Linked DNA regions of Oryctolagus cuniculus: region 1 is linked to region 2. A link is a contact called in public Hi-C data. All regions are on one chromosome and are shown on one strand. The core of a region is the stretch at or near the end of the contact, and the rest is flanking DNA. Distances in the headings are between cores, read along the strand shown. Region 1 overlaps ATP6V0D1 (ATPase H+ transporting V0 subunit d1). Region 2 holds the start of LOC100346101 (tubulin polymerization-promoting protein family member 3).

Region 1 (5,542 bases), core at 2,496-4,995, 44 kb before region 2:
GCCACAGCGTTGGCCCCTTACTTTTATATTTTAAAACATCCAATAAAGGGGGATTTAGCCTAGTGGTTCAGATGTTGATTAGGATGCCCACATCCTGTTTTGAAGTGCCTGGGTTCGATCGCCAGCTCCAGCTCTTGATTCTGATTCCTACTGGTGTAGCCCATCAGGAGCCATGGTGATGGTTCAAGTAGGTAGGTTCCTGCCACTGATATGGGAGACCTGGATTGAGTTCCTGGCTCCCAGCTCAGGACCTCCCCCCCCCCCCCGCCCCCCCACAGCAATTACAGGCATTTGAGAAGTAAACTGGTGAATGGGAGCTGTCAATCACTTCTTCTCTCCCTCTCTCAAATAAATAAATAAATTTTAAAAATCTGATAAATGTATTTAAAGAAAATCAGAGTATACAGGTAAGCAAAGAGAAGGTACCCACACCCAGCAACCTTCTAAGCTGAGGCCCATGTTGGTGAGCTTGGACATTCATCATCTAGGTGTTGGTTCACAGCATTATGGGCTGATCTGAGTGTTTAGGAACCCCCTGCAAGCCTCTTCTCTAAATACCGGAAAACTCAGAGTCCCAGGGGTTTTCGAGGGCCCAGGCCAGGACTGGGCTGCACTATTCTCATGTCACCCAGGTTAGAGCCTCAGAATCCCTGTCCATAGCTGCCCTGGGCAGGTCCCCTTCACCTGGCCATTTTTCCTCTCCTGTGCCTCTTCCTCCCCGATTTGTGAAAGTGATTACATCTTGCATTGGTACATACCTTAGCTCGATTTTATCTGAGGAGCTATTTATTGTCAAGTCAGTAATAGTCTGCACACACAGAGAGAATCTCTATTTCACAAACCCTGTCCCAGGAGGTAGTGTTAGAACTTGCTGTAGTGAGTGATAACAGAATTTTTTCTTGGATTTACTCAGCAAGTTCCTGGGCTTGGTTTCTGAGGTGGAGTTAATGCCTGAACCCATGCCTGGGGCCCTTTTAGGTCCTCAAAAAATAGGCACATGTCAGCCATCTAGTACCCTTATAGGCTTTGTGGATGAACAGGGTTTCTGGATGGCAGAGGGGGAGATGCCTCACACCTTACTGTAACATTTTGCACATAACCCTTCTGGAATGTATTAGTTTCACTTGCCGCTTTAAGTGGCATACATTGAACACAGCAGAGAATCCGTCCTACATTAGAGTTGTTAGACTGGAAATGAACCACTGTCTCCGATGACCCAGGTCTGTCTCCAACAGTTTTTCTCCTGGTCCCCTGTCAGGTCACCCACTCACTATTCCTGCTGTGGTCAAGATGCCTCTTTTCTCACTGCTTTTGTGCTTTGGGTTCAGCAGTTAGATGCTGTCTGGCCTGTTAGGAGAGGCTTCATCAAGAATGAACAGGTGCAGGGGCCAGCATTGTGGCACAGCTAGTTAAACCTCTGTGACACTGGCATCCCATAGCAGTGTTGGTTCAAGTCTCAGCTGCTTTGTTGTTTTTTTTTTTTTTTTTTTTTGAGATTTATTTATGTATTTGAAAGTCAGAGTTACAGAGAGAGAGAGGGAGAAAAAGAGATAGAGAGGTCTTCCATCCACTGGTTCACTTTCCACGTGGCCACAATGGCCAGGCTGGGCCAGGCTGAAGCCAGGAGCCATGAGCTTCTTCGAGGTCTCTCACATGGATGGCAGAGGCCCAAGTATTTCTGCTGCTTTTCCCAGGCCATTAGCAGGGAGCTGAATTGAAAGTGGAGCACCTGGGACATGAACTGGTGTTCATATGGGATGCCAGAGTCTCAGGCGGTGTCTTTACCTGTTGTGCCACAATGCCAGCCCCCAGCTGCTTTGCTTCTATTCCAGCTTCCTGCTAATGCTCCTGGAAAGGCAGCAGAGGATGTCCCAAGTACCTGGGTCCCTGCTGTTCATATGGGAGACCTGGAAGAAGCTCCTGGCTCTGACCTTGCCCAGAGCTGGCTGTTGTAGCCATTTGAGGAATGAAGTAGTGGATGGAAGATCTGACTGTCCCTTTCTCTCTGTCACTCTGCCTTTCAAATAAATAAATAAATCTTTTTTTTTTTTTTAATGACTTCTACACTGTGGTGTAGAAGGTTAAGCCTACACCTGCAGTTACAGCATCCTATAGGAGTGGGGGTTCAAGTCCTGCCTGCTCTACTTCTCATCCAGCTCCCTGCCAATGTGCCTGGGAAAGTAAAGGAAGATGGCCCAAGCCTCTGCACCCATGTGGGAAACATGTAGGCATCTTCTGGCTTCTGACTTCACCAAGCTCAGCCTCGGCCAATGCAATCATTTGGGGGAGTGAGCCAGCAGATGGAAGATATCTATCTCCTCTCTCTCTCCCTCCTCCTCCTTCCTTTCCTCCCTCCCTCCCTCTCTCTTTGTCTCTCTCTCTCTCTCTCTCCCCCCTCCTCTCTTTTTTCTACTCTCCCCTCCCCTCCTCCCTTTCTCTGTCTCTCTGTGTGTGCCTGCCTTTCTTTTTCTTTCTTTCTTTTTTTTTTTTTTTTTGACAGGCAGAGTGGACAGTGAGAGAGAGAGAGACAGAGAAAGGTCTTCCTTTGCTGTTGGTTCACCCTCCAATGGCCGCCGCGGCCGGCGCGCTGCAGCTGGCGCACCGCGCTGATCCGATGGCAGGAGCCAGGTGCTTCTCCTGGTCTCCCATGGGGTGCAGGGCCCAAGCACTTGGGCCATCCTCCACTGCACTCCCGGGCCACAGCAGAGAGCTGGCCTGGAAGAGGGGCAACCGGGACAGAATCCGGCGCCCCGACCGGGACTAGAACCCGGTGTGCCGGCGCCGCAAGGCGGAGGAATAGCCTAGTGAGCCGCGGCGCCGGCTGCCTTTCAAATAAATAAATGTTTTTTTTTTTTTTTTTTTAATGAATGGGTGCAAGGACATGATGTGGTAATGTATCTTGTAGATCACTTGTGCCTGCTCAGGGCCCCTCTGGGTGGACAGGACCTTTCTGAATTTATGTGGGGGACCAGGCATCAGGTAGGTCATAGCTCCTTTTCTGGCCAGCTGTGTGATGCTGAGCATGAGTCTGCCCACTCATGAAACAGAATTCAGTTATTTGAGGGTTGCTAAGATTCTACAGCACAGTCCTAGATAGAGCTCAATGGATATTTACATGATTGAATGACCACTCTTTTAGCACTGGAGGGGTTCTGGGATGTGGGGAATTTGGGAGGAAAAACTGAGAGTGCTGTCCTGGAGGGGTGCACCATGTCATACCCCTATTCCTGGGTTATTGTGTGCTTGATTTTATTAGGAATTGGAGACCTGGGAGGGTCTGGCTCAGAACAGGGGTGTAGAGGGCTGTGGATACCCAAGCTTCCCTCCACGTTCTTCAGTCTCACCCTTAAGAAGGCCCTGTGTGACTGATGCAGGACAGACCAGTTCCTCCTGACTAGGTGCAGGCTCACCTGGTCTCTGTTTTGCTTTCCCAGGCTCATGTGCCCTTTGGGCCTGTTGCTGTTCTTTATGGCACATTCCTGCATGGCTTTGCTGGTATCTGTGGCCCCACTTCCCTGTGGACTGATTGGGGGGGGAGGTGCAGCCGTCTGACAGTGATTACATTGGAGGGCAGTGTTGAGAGGGAACAGCAGCTGGAGCAACCTCTTCCCAGGTCATTGTTGACGAGGCCACCTCGCTTTGGCCACAAGGGGGCGCACCAGGATCACTTGCTGCCAGACAGCCTGGGGAAGGGAGTGTGGACCTGTGAGTCAGCCTAGCTGCTTTGCTTCTGTTCCTCTAAACTGCACTTGCCTATGGCTGCTGTCCCTTGGGACTCTGCTCTGAGCCCTGCTTCCCTCACTAAAGCCTCAGTTGGCCTTCTCAGATTAGGCATATTTCATGGCTCAGGGTCTCCTGACTCTCCATCCATCTCTTGCGCTCAGCTACCTGTGCTTCAGCTTTCTGGGACAGGAAGGGGAGGGCAAGGAGATATCCCCTGAAGCTTTCTCCCCTGGTGCCTGGTGCAGGCTGCTGTAGCCTTGATCACCAAGCTGTCCTCGCATGTTCCCCCTCACCCTCGAAGCTAGGTCACGTGGGCAGCTCTCCACTCTGGAGCCCCAGTTAAAGCCCAGTGTGCTAGCTGGGAGCCCAGGAGTCAGGGCCACAGTTCTCAGGCTCCAGCAGCATGCTCTTCCCCAGGTGGTCCCCACTCTTGTCCTCCCACATTGGTCCCTCCAGGAGAGGAAGAATTCATCCTTAGGACAGATTCCTCTCCTCTACATCCTCTGGTCCTCTGAGGAACACATAGGAGTGTGTATGGCATGCATAGGTGCGTGTGTGCAGAGTGGCTGAGAAAGGCACAAACCAGGTACCTGGACCGCGTATAGGTTCACACAATTGTGTTGGGAGTGGAGTTTTTAGAAGGCAATCAGGAATTCTCTTCTTCCACCCCGTACTACAATTCAGGGATCTTTCCATTGGCCTCTCTGGCCTCTGCCTCATCCAACACCTCAAGCTTGGCTGATTAAAAAAAAAAAAAAAATCTGTCTTGAACTGGCATGTTGGCCTTTTTCCTATTTTAGATATGGGAAAATCAAGGCCCTGAAGGGCTGCATTGTGGGCTAGGCTGCTGTTGCCTAGCCTGGCAGCCTGATGTCCTGTTCATGCCCCACACCCTGCAGCTCCTCCCCAGGACTGTGGAGGGTGCTCAAGGGACCAGGCCATTGTGAATGTGAATGGGGGTAGACCTGTGGCGGGGGAATAGAGTGTGGGGTAACAGACTGGACTGGGTGCTGGGCACTGCTTTCCTGGCTAACTCTGGCCTGGCCCTGAGTACTTGCACAAACCTTGTCCCTCCTTAGACACTTAAGTAATGAGTTTTAGGCCTTGACCTCAGCTGGGCTTTCTGTTTGGCTGGCAGATGGGGCTTCCTCTCTGAGGAGTCATCTGTGGTGTCCTTGGTGCTGCAACTGAGCCTTTGTCGTTTGCCTCTGCCTCTACTCTGATGGCTTCTCAGCGGCTCCCAGCCACAGGCCTCCCCTGCACCTACCCTTAGTCCTGTTCTGTGGGTGCCCAGGCCACTGGTCTTACCCCAAGTCCCTGTGTGGCCCTCAAGGGCTCGGGTTGCTGGGGGTCAGTGCGACCTAGGCCTGACCAGACTAGCACAGCGGCAGAGCTTTCCGGCTTCTGGAGGAACCTTAAAGAAGCTCTCTTCTTTTATCTATGCTATTGGGTCCCAGGTGAGACCCAAGGGCTTCCTTATGGCCTCCTGACCTCTGCTTGGTTCTTCCTGTTTTGTTTTTTTTTTTCTTCCTCATTCTTTAATTTGTTCACTTAAGGCTGCCTGGACTCTGCCTCTGTCTACCCAGCCTCTGTCTCAGGAAGGGGTAGGCAGAGGAAAGAGGCCCTGCTGCTCCCTTGGCTTTGCCCAGAGTTCTGGTGTGGAGATTAAAGGGATCTAGCTTGAGTGTCAAAGGATTCAGGTGAACTCAATCCCTGATCCACTACCTGGGGTCCTGAGGGTCACCTGTTCCCCTCCAACCCCAGCCTTTTCTGTTTTAAACTGGATCCCGTGTGTCCAGGCCTGGGAAAACAGAGGTCC
Region 2 (5,901 bases), core at 1,080-3,579:
ATGGTCCTGCTGAGTGGATCCAGAGAGCAAGAGCTGGGGCGGACTACCTCCTATCCAGGTTAATTTGAGAACTAAATGTAATTCCATTAGTTAATAAGCATTATTTCCTGATAGTAAGACCAGGAAAGTCTAGAGTAGCTGTCCCAATAACTGCTCCCTTTTGGATAATCTCTGTGCACTTAAAGAAAGATCTAAGTATTTGAAAGGCAAAGAGAGAGAAGAGGAGAGAAGAGGAGAGGAGAGGAGAGGAGAGGAGAGGAGAGGAGAGGAGAGGAGAGGAGAGGAAAGAGACAGATCTTCTACCTGAAGGTTCACTCTGCAAATGGTCACAACAGCATGAACTCAGCCAGGTTGAAGCTAGGAGCCAGGAATTCCCTCAGGGTTTCCCACACCAGTGGCAGAAGCCCAAGCTTCTGGCATCATCTGCTGCTTTCCCAAGCACATCAGCAAGAAACTGGATCGGAAGTGGAGCAGCTGGGACTTGAAACAACACTCACATATGGAATGCTGGTGTCACAAGTGGAATTTAACCAGCTGTGCCACAACACCGGCACCCTCTCTCTCTGGTTAGTTGCACTGGCACGTTTTCAGGCCTCATCATAGCCCTAGGCAGTAACTACTGGTACCCCCATTTCACTTATGAACAAATTGAGATTCCAGGAAGTTTAAGAAATTCGTCCAAGGTCACTAGTGGTGACTGGTCCTGAGACAGATGACAAGCCCCAGGAAGACCAGGTGCACACTGGCTCTGATTAAGGATGGATGCATGGCTGGCACAGGCCAAGGGCAGGACGAGCCGGCTTTGCCAGCAGGCTGGCCTGAAAGCCTCCTCTGGCAGGTCCAAGGACACACAGAAGCCAGCTTGGAATGCTCTCAAACGTGAGTGTGCAAACCCTTTTCTCTGCGGCCCGGGCTCCTCTACGCAGAGTAGACCTTTCTTTTGGGCCAGGGGCAATACCTCTGGGCAGGGACAAGTCCTGCCTCCAGGGCTGTCTCTGTTCCAGAAAACCTGGGCGTTGTGCGCGGGCAGAGAAGCTGGAAGAACAGTCCAAGTAGAGGGAACCCGGTAGGGAAAGGCCTGAGAATGACGGCAAATGCTGCTCGTTCCAGGACAGGCCCCTGAAGGGCAGATGGATCCCAGATCTAGAAGGCCGGCGGTGGAACTCGAGATCTGGGTCATCTTTGACCCCAAATTCTTCAATTCCAGATAAGAACTGAGGAGTCACTTTGGTATTTCTAAAGCCAGAGTAGCCTTGATACTTATTCCACACGGAGTCTATCTTGTTCCAAAAACAAGACTCTAAATTATCGAGAGGTTAACTGCATAAGGACTCAGGCTGACATGTTGACGGGGAAGGAGCAGCTCCGTGCGGCTTTTATTGTCCGCCTCTGCCTTGAACACTGGAGAGACAGGGATATTTCCCGTCTGTCTCTCCCCTTTCTCAGCACCCAGCCAGCCAGCTGCTCCCCACTTTCAGGCCTTGGAGATACTGATAGGAGAACTGGCAGAAGACAAAAAGGCTCTTCCTGTTTGTCCAGAAATCCCGAACTGTGGGAGAATCCATTCTGAGTGCCCTCAAGGAGAAAGGGAGGGAGAAGCCAGGTGGGTGGGCAAGGGGGTCCCTCAGGCAGGGAAAGGGAAGAGGGAGGGGTGGGGGCTCAGCAGGCAGCGTCTCACAGCCCGGAGCCCCGGAGAGGACCCGAGGCCAGAGGGCTCTTGGCTGGAGGGGACCATGAGTCCTTTGGTGCAACCTTCGGAGAAGGGTCCCACTGGAGACCAGGATTGAGTTTCCCCTGAGGGTGGAAGGTGGGGGGCTCCCAGTAGGATTTTGCTTGGTTTAAAGGCAATGCAGAAATGACGCATTTTGTGCTACATGGTTTCATGCTCTCACATGTCGTCACACTTCATACTGTGGGGTTACCCACATTTTTAGTTGTGTGATATGTCTAGATCTGTCTCCCCCTTAACCTATAATCTCCTTGAAGAGTAGGGGTCTCACCGGTGTTTCTTCACAGAACGTCCAGGGTCCAGCACAGACTCTTAGTAAAACGTGCCATTTAACTGGGGCAGGTGGTTTTGGGGGGGGGTCGTCTAAGAGTGGTGATCTCAGGAGAACTTGACGGGAGAGCGCATTTGGGACAAGTTAGGACTTCAAGAAGACAAGCTTTGGGTGGGGGATGGGAGAAAATCGGTTTTCTAAGAGTAAAATAAGAAAAAAGTGGGGATTGGGTAGGCTGGAGCGTCGGAGGTGGGGGTCTTCAGCAAGCCCCGCCCTGAGCCGGGGTACCAGCGCGAAGTGACGCAGCGCGGTTTGGCCACTGTGGGGCGCCGTAGCCCGCGCCGTTGCCAGGGGAACGGGCCCGCGCCTGATGAGGCCCATCCCGCCTTGGCCTGGACCGGCCTTAGAACCAGCCCGGACGAGCTGGAGCCCCAAGATTCGCAGGCCCAACTTCTGACCGGAATGGGGCCCCGCTCCGGGGCGCTCTGCTTGCTGGTCCCGGGGACAGTCTCCGCCGCTACAGTCTGACGCGCTGCCGCTCTGGGGAGAGTGGACGGCTAGGCGCGGGGGCCGAACTCTGGCTGACCTTGGCAAGGCCGGTCTGGCACGGCCGGCCGTGACGCGCAGGTGAGGAGCCCCCGCCACATTTGTCTTCTCGGAACCTGGCCTGAGCCACGGGGTCTCGCGGCTGCTGCCGCCTAGCCGAGCTTTGGGCTTGCTTTGGGCCTGGAGCCCTCAGCCTGGGCTCCGGGGGACTGCGCAGAACGCAAGGTTTCCTTCTAGCGGCCACCAGATCCGCGCTGAGCGCCTGCGGTGTGCCAGGCTCTGGGACAGGTGCGGGGCGGCCGAGGACTCTGCACAGAGGCGGCGCGACGGCGGGGGCCGGGGAGCAGGCGCCGGACGCTGGACTGAAGTGACGTCAGGCGGGGGGCTGAGTGCCCTGGGGAGGAGACGGAGAGGGGCCGTCGGGGACGGTCTGCCCTAAAAGGTGTTGCAGGCTGGGCGGGAGCCAGCAGTGTGAGCCGGGGAAGGGCGTGTTTGGAAAAGGGACAAGCAAGTGTAGCGAGGTCTGGAGGCAGCGGAGCAGTCCCGTGCGAGGGGCGCCCTGCAGGCCAGGGTGAGGGTTCAGCTTTAGCCCAGCAGCGGGAGGAAGTCGCAGAGGAATTCTGAAGAGTGTTCAGAGTGGAGACGCCTCCCTGGCTGCCGTGGGCAGCGTGGTTGTGACAGGCTCCCGGGGAGACATCGGCGGGCTGTCCTAGTCCTGCCAGCCTGGCTGTGCCTCCTACACTGCCTCTCTGAGCTCTCTCTCTCAGGGTCTCCATCTGTGGCAAGGGGACCTTGTTCTGTGTGTTGTTTACGGGGGGCCGTCCCCTCCGAGGCCAATGACTGAGGTCTCAGAGTTTGAAATGATCGGAGTCATCCCAGAGTGCATTCCCGGGAAGCACTGGGAGCGAGCAGCCTGCCGTCCTCTTGGGAACGCGGAGGCCCGGGTCAGGGTGACAGCAGCAGTGGGAAAAGGAGCTGAATTCAGGCAGGGGTGAGGGGTGGTCCCTGCTTTTGTGGAGCTGATGGTTCTCTGTGGGAGCCGGGTTGGGTTTGTAAACAGACAATCGAGGCAATAACAGAGGCAGCTTAATTAACCTGTTTGTTTTCTGGTCTTTCATTTTGTTTTTGTTTCTCTTACTTTGTTCTGTCACAACTTTGTTCTTGACGACCGTTTCTCGGTGGGTGTTCCCCAGGGCTGGCTCCTGCATCCTAGGAGTTGATTTCCTGGCTAACGTCAGCAGCGCTTGCCGCCCTCCGTGCCCTCCATCGGCTTTGTTTCTGCTCCTTCCTGTCCCTCTCCCTTGGCTTCCCAGACTGCTTGCAGTTGGAGAATGGCACAGAAAGTGTTTGCAGACCTGGTCAGCTCAGGAATGATGGGCGTTGCAAGCCTGCTGTCTTGCCGTGGCGACAGACTTCTGCGAATTGTTGATGAGTGAGGAAGTGAGGGCCTAGCCACAACTGAGCCTGGTGCCCGGAGGGGCCTTTGAGACAGGCTTGAAGTTCCGATTTATTTTCTGGGGCTCTTGTGATATGCGTCTCTTAGCTGAACTAGAGCCACTTCATGGAAGTTTGAGACCAGAAGCTTCTCTGGCCCCTCTAGAGGAATTTTTATAACCAAACACTGTCCCTAAAAGTCTTTTATGAATGACTTTTTTGCACTGTAAAACAATGTGTACCATGAGGTATTTTCTTTCCAGCACCACTGTAAGTGGTTAAAATAGGGCATTTGTTAATTCTCCGTGAAAATTATTTCAAAAGCAGACCCTGGGAAAAAACCCGGGAGCTCCTTTAGAAATATCTGTAGAAAGTCTCTCACACAGAGACCGTAATTTCTCAGGCAAAAGAAAAGCTGCGTGGGAGCAGAATTTCCGCTGGCGCCCACCTCCCCTGCAGGGGCTGGGGGTCACGGGGAGCTGAGCCGGCTCTTGGCCTAGAACAAGGCGCTGCCCGGCATCCGCTGTGGGAGGTCCGCTTGTCCGATTCCCGCGTTGATGAGAACGCTGACGTCTCATAGGAAGTTCTGTGATTCTCCCTCACGGCGCCACAGCTGAGCGACTCAGAATTGTTTTCAAGATTGAGAGAGCGTGTAGCTGACACGGTGCCTGCTTGTTCCAGGGTTGTTGGGCAGGGGCCCCTTGTCGGACTGGCCGGGTACAGGGCCCTGCCTCGCGCGAGGGCGTTTGGTCCACACACAGCCCAGTGGGGCCAGGAGGCTGAGAGGTGACATCGCTCAGTTGCTGTTTGACATGCCTTTTTTTTCCTTCCCTTTTCTTTTCTTTTCCAAAATCAGTACATACTCATGATTAAAAAAAAAATTGAGCAATTCCAAAGCCTCACCCTCAGCCATGCGCTCTCCCAGGCTGCCCTTGTGTTCTGCTCCTTGAGAGAGCCAGTGCGGGCAGGAGCAGCCATGTCTCCGTCGCCCGTGTTTGTATTCGTCGGTAGCTCACTCTACAGCTGTTCTACGTCAACTCTGTACTAAGCATCATTTCTTGCTTTTGATGTTGTATGGTATTCCATTGTGTGGCTGTGCCGTGGTTTGTTTATGTTATATCCTGAATCGTTACAAACAACATTGCAGTGAGTCCTTGTGTATTTTGTGAGTCTACATATGAGATAAATACATATCAGGTAAATACACATGAGAGACTGTCTGGGCCAAAGGGTGTGTGCGTCTAGTGTGAGACACATTGCCCATTTGCCTTCCAGCCAGCTTTTTTGAAAGATGAATGAAGAAGGGACCCAAAGGTGTGAATTTGCGAGATTTGTCCCCGATTCCAGCAGTGTAGGAGCCAGAAACAGGCTGCCTTCCCTGGCTCCAGCCTGCCTCTCCTCATGGGTCAGTTCCCAGGCCTGACCCCTTGCCTCTGATGGTAGCACCCTGCCCTTCCAGTTCTCTGGCTCCCCAACAACTCTGTTGTAGTTGAGCGGATTCTGAAGTCTTCAGATACCTTGCAAGGATCCAGGGCTGCCCACGGGTTCTCCAGGACTGGGACTTGGTGCCTCATTGTGGTTCCTCTGACAACTCTGTGAATCTCAGGACAACATTCCTAAAATAATAATAATAATTATTATTATTATTTTGGTGGGAGCAGAGGTGGGCAGGAGGGAAGTGGCCATTCATGTACTCAGTTTACAGTTCATAAAGAGAATTTGAAATGCTTTTTTATAAATATTTATTTATTTATTTGAAAGGCAGAGTTACAGAGAGGCAGAGCCAGAGAGAGAGAGGTCTTCCATTTGCTGCTTCACTCCCCAGTTGGCCACAATGGCTAGAGCTGTGCCGATCCAAAGCCAGGAACCAGGAGCCTCCTCCAGGTCCCCAACGTGGGTGCAGGGGCCCAAGGACTTAGGC

The links. A called contact is a pair of places that touch in the nucleus more often than the background predicts.
Region 1: a Hi-C map of embryonic fibroblasts shows a contact between it and region 2, with 4 times the contacts expected there. The contact joins the enhancer-like site here to the promoter of LOC100346101 in region 2. A contact is called at or near these places in 5 of 6 Hi-C or Micro-C datasets (ear pinna, embryonic fibroblasts, psoas muscle and 2 more).

Annotation. Positions count from the first base shown.
Region 1 is chr18:50,728,589-50,734,130 of mOryCun1.1, reverse strand. The region is part of intron 1 of ATP6V0D1 (ATPase H+ transporting V0 subunit d1); the gene reads left to right. Among named protein-coding and RNA genes, the nearest start is that of ATP6V0D1, 18 kb to the left of the region's middle. Within about 2 kb of position 3,745, at least 1 of the 8 cell types and tissues checked has an H3K27ac peak or open chromatin away from gene starts, as enhancers often do.
Region 2 is chr18:50,682,574-50,688,474 of mOryCun1.1, reverse strand. LOC100346101 (tubulin polymerization-promoting protein family member 3) reads left to right here and starts at 2,329. Exons shown (of 13, transcript XM_051847194.2): 1 at 2,329-2,627.